Linked DNA regions of Mus musculus: region 1 is linked to region 2. Evidence: chromatin contacts called from public promoter capture Hi-C data. All regions are on one chromosome and are shown on one strand. Each heading gives the region's core, a stretch centred on a gene start, on an enhancer-like site or on the middle of the called end of the contact. The rest is flanking DNA. Distances are from core to core; before and after follow the strand shown.

The links. Promoter capture Hi-C pulls out the DNA fragments that hold promoters and counts their contacts.
Region 1: a contact with region 2 is called in a promoter capture Hi-C map of neutrophils, with 2.9 times the contacts expected there. The contact joins the promoter of Tspan13 here to the enhancer-like site in region 2. A contact is called at or near these places in 4 of 39 promoter capture datasets (liver, neutrophils and pre-B cells) and 1 of 115 datasets of contacts at active chromatin or transcription factors (bone marrow-derived macrophages).

Annotation. Positions count from the first base shown.
Region 1 is chr12:36,040,906-36,044,329 of GRCm38.p6, reverse strand. It overlaps Tspan13 (tetraspanin 13), which reads left to right and starts at 1,852. Exons shown (of 6, transcript NM_025359.3): 1 at 1,852-2,079. The coding sequence starts at 2,017.
Region 2 is chr12:35,709,901-35,713,699 of GRCm38.p6, reverse strand. No RefSeq gene overlaps it. Among named protein-coding and RNA genes, the nearest start is that of 9130015A21Rik, 17 kb to the right of the region's middle. Within about 2 kb of position 1,704, at least 78 of the 459 cell types and tissues checked have an H3K27ac peak or open chromatin away from gene starts, as enhancers often do. A contact at or near this core is called in bone marrow-derived macrophages and neutrophils, where this site is marked.

The sequences.
Region 1 (3,424 bases), core at 603-3,102, 330 kb before region 2:
TGACTTCCAAATACAATTCTCTTGCCCACCCAAATCTTTCAGAATGTTTAAAATACACGAAGTATGTAGAAAAGAAAAGCTTGAGACTGAAGTAGTTACTTCCACCCTGAAAACTGCTTACGCTTTATTTGGATAGGATATTGGTGTTGGAGTCTCAGATTTTCTTGTTGACACTTCTTTGTAAACTGCTTAGTTTAGTTTTATTTATATAGTTTAAAACAGAGTCTCCCTATGCAGTGTTGACTGACCTGAAACTCACAGAGATCTGCTTGCCTCTGCCTCCAGAGTACTGAAATTTAAGACGTGCACCACCATGTAAGTATTAAAATTCTGGATTTTAAAAAGAAAAGTAGAGCAGTATAGTTTGGAGTGCAGAGTTATTTCCCATACTAATTTTTAAAAATGTTTCTGGGAATACATACAAGATTGATAAGGATTGCAAGAGACGTAAAATCCATGAGTGTTTATTTGCATGGTGAGTTCTAAAGGAAGTACAAATAGGCTGGAGTATTTGAAGAGAAGGTATTTAATTAACTTGTTTAAGTCAATGATTTTTATGTTTGTTTTTTTTGGGTTTTTTTTTTGTTTTGTTTTGTTTTTGTTTTTTGACATACATTCACCTAACCGTGAGAAGTTTTAGGCTCAAAATGTACAGTAAATTTGAAAATCGCTTTTTAAAAGATCTATTTTACTATTTTACGAGTGTTTTGCCTGCATGTGTGTACCATGTGCATGCTTGATGCCCACTAAGGTCAGAGGAGGGCACTGGATCCCCAGGACTGGAGAGACAGGTGTTGTGAGTGCCATTTGGGTGTTGGGGTCCTCTGTAAAAGCAATAAGTGCCATAACAGCTGAGCCAACTCTTAAGGCCCTTAAAAATCTCTTTATAAAACCTATTGGTAGAATTTCTTTTGATAGAAAATACCAAATAGAAAATACCAAGCCTTTACTGCCGCTTAACAGTTGGAACCCAGTAGTGAGTGCCTTAAAACCATCAGGCGCACTGGTGCATCTGATAGGACACTTTATTCTATGCAAGGGGGTCTGTCAAATAGTGCATGATATACTTCTAATAATCTAGTTAGAGGTTAGGAATCAGGATGAAGATGCAGCAAACAAAAGTGATGATAAATTAATTGAATCTGTTATCGAAAGGCTTCCTAGCTTGTATTTATGCAAAAATAGGCCCCTAAAACCCAGGATCCCACTACAAGAATAAAGACTCCTGATTTATTTTGCACATATGTATTCATAAGGTTTATTAGTATTTCAAAAATCCCTGTAGATTAAGTCCTCTTGATCTGAAATCTGTCACAATTACAGGTTACCTTTCTTACCTATGTCGAGAGAAATTAGTTTTTATTTGCTCTTTTTAGTCTTTCACTGATGTTTTTCCTTTCATTGCCCCCTTCCCTGTTCTCTGTAAATCTTTCATTCTTGTCGTCTTTCTTTCATTCAAACGAGGCCAGGTGCTTCGATTTGTTTTATCATCTCATTCAAAATGGTGCCACGTCACCCACAGGGCAAGAATGGAGAGAGGTGCTGTCATTTCTCCTGCCAGCGTGGAGCCCCGCCCTCTGCTGTTCACCTGGGAGGGGGGAAATTATACAGAGGCCACAGTCTCGTGAGCCAGAGGCCGGCTCCCTCCAGACAGTCTCGGGGCCCCCTCCTCCTCCTCCTCCTTCTCCTCCGCTGAGCTGCCCCGCCTCTCCCGGACCCCAGAGCGCATTGATTTGCATATCTCTACCTTTGTTCCCTAGCAGTGGCCAATCAGAGTGCAGGGCGAGACGAGGCGGCGGGGCGGGGCGCGCGATCGGCGGATCCGCTGCGGCCGCAGGTTGCAGAGCGGGTGGGAGCCGCTGCGGGCGCGGCACTGCAGCCCTGATCCTGAACCCCGAACCCGAGCCCCGAGCCTAGCCCGGGCCACAGGCTCAGGAGGCCAGGATCCAGAAGCTACTCGCCCAGCCCGGCGGAAGACGCCTCGACCCGCAGGCACCCGCTAGCCCACGCGCCACGATGGTGTGCGGGGGCTTCTCGTGCTCCAAGAACTGCCTGTGCGCGCTCAACCTGCTGTATACCGTGAGTAGCCCGCGCCCGGTGGCACCTGCGGGGGCCGTCGGCCTCCTCCCCGCCTGAGTATTCGCCTGCGCCCCATCCCGCGCCCCTTGCGGGCTTCCCACGCCCCAGTTTCGCCTGCAGCCCCCGCCCGGGACCCCGAGCCTGCTTGTCGCAGTCTCCGCCCGTCCTTCATTGTGGCGCTCGCCCCTCGCCCTGCTCTCTGCAGCCCTTCACTTTCGCGTTCCTTCCCACTCTCCCCATTCTTTCATCCATCCCCAGGTTTCCATCTCAATCCCTCTAGCCGCACGCTTTCGGCTGGCCATCCCATCTGGAGGTTCGGAGGCTGGAGAGCAGCCCGGGCTTAGGGGACAGGTTTGCGGGATAGTGGGGCCTGGGATGGACCAGGCGGCCTGTGGATGGCGCGCTTCTGGCACAGCTCTAAAAGCTGCCTTTTGAATGGAGGCCATAGAGCAGGTTCACAGGATATCCGTGGCTTCCGAAGTTTGTTTCGTGCTTACATAAAGTCTCTTTGTTGATGTTTCTGCCCGTGAGGTATTCGCCTGATGCTTTTCCCATGCCATCTTCCTTCCCCTTTATCAATATTCTAGCTCCATTTTTGGCGAAGTCCTTCAGTATATAGTCCTCCACCCAAGTCGTTTTTATTTTTTTATTTATTTTTTCCTCCCTACGTATCAGCATATGCCTTCCAGCTTTAACATGGAAAACTCAGTTTGATTTTTTTTTTTTTTGAGGCATAATTGTGGCTGGACAGCAGGAAGTTGAGGTGATGTTTATTGAAAACCTTCACCACCCCAGCCTTTTCATTTGTCAATTTGTTATCTATCTGTGGCAAGCGCAGTTGTCTAAATTTTATAACGGTAAAGACCAAAAAAGGCTTTACTAAGTTTTCATAACTGGTAGTTGGAGAGTCTGGACTGGAACCAAGCTGTGGAATCTAGACCTTTCCACAAGCTGCCTCTCCTGCGTGGAAGAAACTTCCTTTCGGTCATCTCATTCCATCGGAGACTTGTTCTCTTCTATAAATACATCTGGTGCTTGCAGCACCCACCCTGAAAACAAACCCAGTTTCCCTGCATTAGCAGAGCCAGGCCATCTGGGCCAGCTTAGGTTACATCTATGGACAAGAGAGGCCGCTTGTGGTTGACAAGCAGAGACACCAGGTCACGGGTCATTTTACCTTTTTTTTTTTTTTCTGGTGTGTGTCTGAAAATGATGGCAAAGCTTTGACATAGGCACCGATGGTGTATATATTTTTCTGGCTAGTTCCTGGGAATCCAGTCAACATGCTCACAAATGGTACACTTGGCAGAAAAATTCTAGAATACATGGTGGCGAAACAGCTCCT
Region 2 (3,799 bases), core at 455-2,954:
GTAGCAAGTTTGTCTTACATCTTCCCAGATGCTGGTCTATTTTCACACCAGCAGCTCCTCATACTTCTCATGACCAACATTTGGCTGGCTCAACATAGGGAGAGAAGAAGATAAAGCAGGACACTGAAGCTAAGGAAAATAGGTTACCTTTGGTGTGTTTTAGTAAAAGCAGCACAGGACGCTTCCCAGAGTTCTCTTCTCAAGTCATAGTGCATTGAAGACTTTCAAGAGTCATTGGCTTGGGATTAAGTACCCAGGGTTTGCATGTAAAACATCACAGGAGGAAAACAACATGACTCATGTCATGTAGAGCTTCATGGGAGAAAGTTAAGAGCAACACAGAGAGAATATGTTGAGGCCACTTTTGATTTCACAGTAGGATAATCACACTGAGCCTGAGCTACCCAATGCATTATGTACAATTGTGCACTGAAAACTGTTAGAATGACTTCCAGGTCACCAAGAGTGTCATCAGGACATGTATCACACTCTAGTAGCACTTAACTTAACTCTGCCACTTAAAATATTGTTAGGGGAAAGGAAAATATTGAACGGTGTCTATAAAAGACAAATCATTCTGATACAGTTATCTACTCACAAGATCTGTGGAAAATGAGGCACTCCAGAGACCTATTTGTTGCATCCTGATGCAGGGCTATAGGAGTGACACTACACTCCCAGCAGCCTGGACAGAGGCAGCACAGAGGCGTGCTGGCATGCACACAAGCGTTCAAGAATCTAGTTAAGATCTGTACCTGGTACAAGATGGGGCAGGTTATATTCACTGTGAAAGCATGTGATAATGGGTCATGGAAAATACAGTGTGGGTTACGAGAAGCCAGGGGAAGTTTCTTGATTTCCATTGAGAGTAGTTTCTAAACACTTGTCCTGTGTACACCCACACAGGTCCCACAGTCTCTAAAGGGATCATTTAGGTCAAGCAAAGGGAAACAGCATGCTTCTGCACTTAATCATTCCTTACAAATATTTGCTTTGTACTTACGTGTCCCAGGTACTGTTCCTGTGTCCTGCAGATCCAGGACTGAGAAGACGTTCCCACGTAGAGAATCGTGATTAAGTGCTTACACTTTCAGTGCAAAGCAGTTACTCTTTTGAGCATTCTTGTACTTAAACCATTTAACTTCCATGAAAATAACTTTAAGAGGTACCATAACCCCCCTTTTATAGGCAAGAAAACAGGCCCTAGAATAACTTGCTAGAGCAGAGGGAAGACCAAAAAGGGGTTCCTTAATTGGCTTGCCATCCTGACTTTGGATACCGGGAATAGAAAGGTGTATTTGAAAGGTGTTGAGGCATGGGACCCAGAGGCTGGAAAGCTATCAATCTCCTGATAATGCCAGAGGTGTTTTGCTTGGTGGCACTTACTTACAGGTTATCTAACTTCATCCTGTAACATGTTACAGATAAGTAAAACAGTGCAGTCTCATAACTAGGTAAGTGGGAGGAGCAGGGATGGTTGAACTCAAGGGACTCATACTACACTGTCACAGAAGAAGAAAACAAAACCAGAAAGAAACAGTTGGAAATTATTTTTCAAATCTGCCTCTAAGAGTCTTGGAGACATGCCTGTGCGTCAATTTTAAAAGTTAATATTGCACTTATATATCATGGCAGGCCTGTGTCAGGCTCAGAGACTCAGTGAGGAGAGGAAGTATTTCTACTGTTTTAAAAAACCCTCATGGTATGTTGAGCATGTGTTTCAGAGAAGTTTTTCACATCCCTTTTTATGTTTGAGAAAAGGAAAAAGGGCCCATGTGGCAACATCATTTGAATTTCACATCCTATTTCACAGAAGTTTTTAGTTCTCAAGAGTAAAAAAATGACTTTCTTGAGTAAACGTAAATTGACTGGTCATATGACATAGGCAAGTGCTTTTGTGTTTTCTATGCATCACCGGCACACAGACACAGGTGTCATCACGCAATGGCAATGATCAACGTGGTCTTCCCACTTTCAGTCACATAAGATCCGGTATCTTTCAGTTCCTGCTGACTACTCTGGAATCCCTACTCCCCAGAATGCCCACAGCATGCTAATATGTCAACTTCCTACCCAGAACCTGCTGGGTCCCTTGATGTCCACAGGAGTCATTCAACTTTCGCAACAACAGGAGGAGTGAAGTCTTCATGTACTAACATTGCCCGTGTGAAACACAAGTTTGAGGACCATCAGAAAAGCAGTGCTCCACTTTCTGTCGTGATACTTTGCACACATGTTCCAGATGATGGAACCTAGCAGACAACTTCCAGGGAGAGATGGCAGCTTCTCTCATCCCTCCAGGAGCCATGGAGTGATGGCTACTTCAGCTTTCCAAGCTGCTTTCTATTTCAAAGAGAACACTGTGGACGTCCCAGTACCTTTGCCAGCACGCTTCCAGCGGGTCTGTCCGGATGTGTCCCTAAACGTGTAATGCATCCTCAGACTCAAGCTGGGAGACAATAGAATTCAACTAGGAATCACAACGTGGCTGATTGCATTGACTTTACAATAATTCTACAAAGAAAGAACACTATTTCCATGAGCCTGTTGTGTGTAAAAGAGCCCAGCTAGTGTGTGTAAGTACATGGAAAGTACCTGCCTGACACAGACCAAGCAGTCAGGACTTCAGAACCCATGTTTAACTCTCTTTCCACTGTGTCACACTGTCTTCTTGGCAGACAAACAAAATCCAACAGTCTTTATTGACGTCCATTTTAAAACATTATCCAGGAGTCCTTGATTTTATATGTTATAGAGTTTTATTCCTGGAAAAACATGCTCCAGTAACCCAGAAATCTCAAATTAAGACAAACTGCTATTCATTTGCATTGTGAGGACTGGTTTCTGTTCTTTTCACTTCTGGAGAGTTAGTAGTCTCATGTGGTACAGGTGTGTAGAAAGGCGTTTATCTGGGTGACTATAACCACATCTGTAACCGCTAATTTTATGGGAGAGTTATTGAGTTATAAAAGCATCCATGTCTCAATAAAAAACAAAACAGCATTTTACTGTTTAGCATATGAAGAAAGTATCATACTTCTCTGTGATTATACATTATGAAGTAATTTAAGTGTGCCTTTTACAGTTCTTATATATCCATGCACATGACATGCGGGGCCATGAGTGTGGGAGAGTAAAGGGAGTGGGGGGAACTCCGAGTCCCACCAGAGTTCTGGTGCTCTGGGCAGGTGGATGCAGAAGGACTGCCGCATGCTTTCCACGTGGCCCAGGGTAGGTGTCTGGCTGTGGGAAGCCATGAAATCCCAGCTCACCGAAGGGTGGGGGTTGGGGGTGGAGGGTGGACAAGGGGCAGTCCTAGATAACAGGCTCTCACTCTCCAGCATCCCAGACTGGATACTGTGGAGGAGCTGAGAACAAATGGGAGGCCCCGGGGGGTGGCTTGTCAGCCTTGGGGCCAAAGGGACGAAAGGATAGGGAAAGAGCATAGCAGTCAAACAAATGTTTTGTGGGTGGCCTGAGGAGAATCCTTAACCTTAAACCACGTATTCAAATAAATTTATAGGCTTTCTTAATGCAACAAAGATAGCTATTAACTATTTGAGAGTGTTTTTCCTTTTTCTGCTTTATACTGTCTACACAGTAAGCTATTTGAGTACTTGAATCTATTTGTGTAAGGTAGAGATTTTTACGATAAAAATGTAAGAACATTTGCTCAATTGAGAAAAATTAAGATCATAGATTTGATTTCACCATGAAAAACTAATGTTATGGACTCAGCAGTTGTAAAAGTAGCTTTGCCTATAAACACATATGCACATAAACACTCAAATGGTCTAGG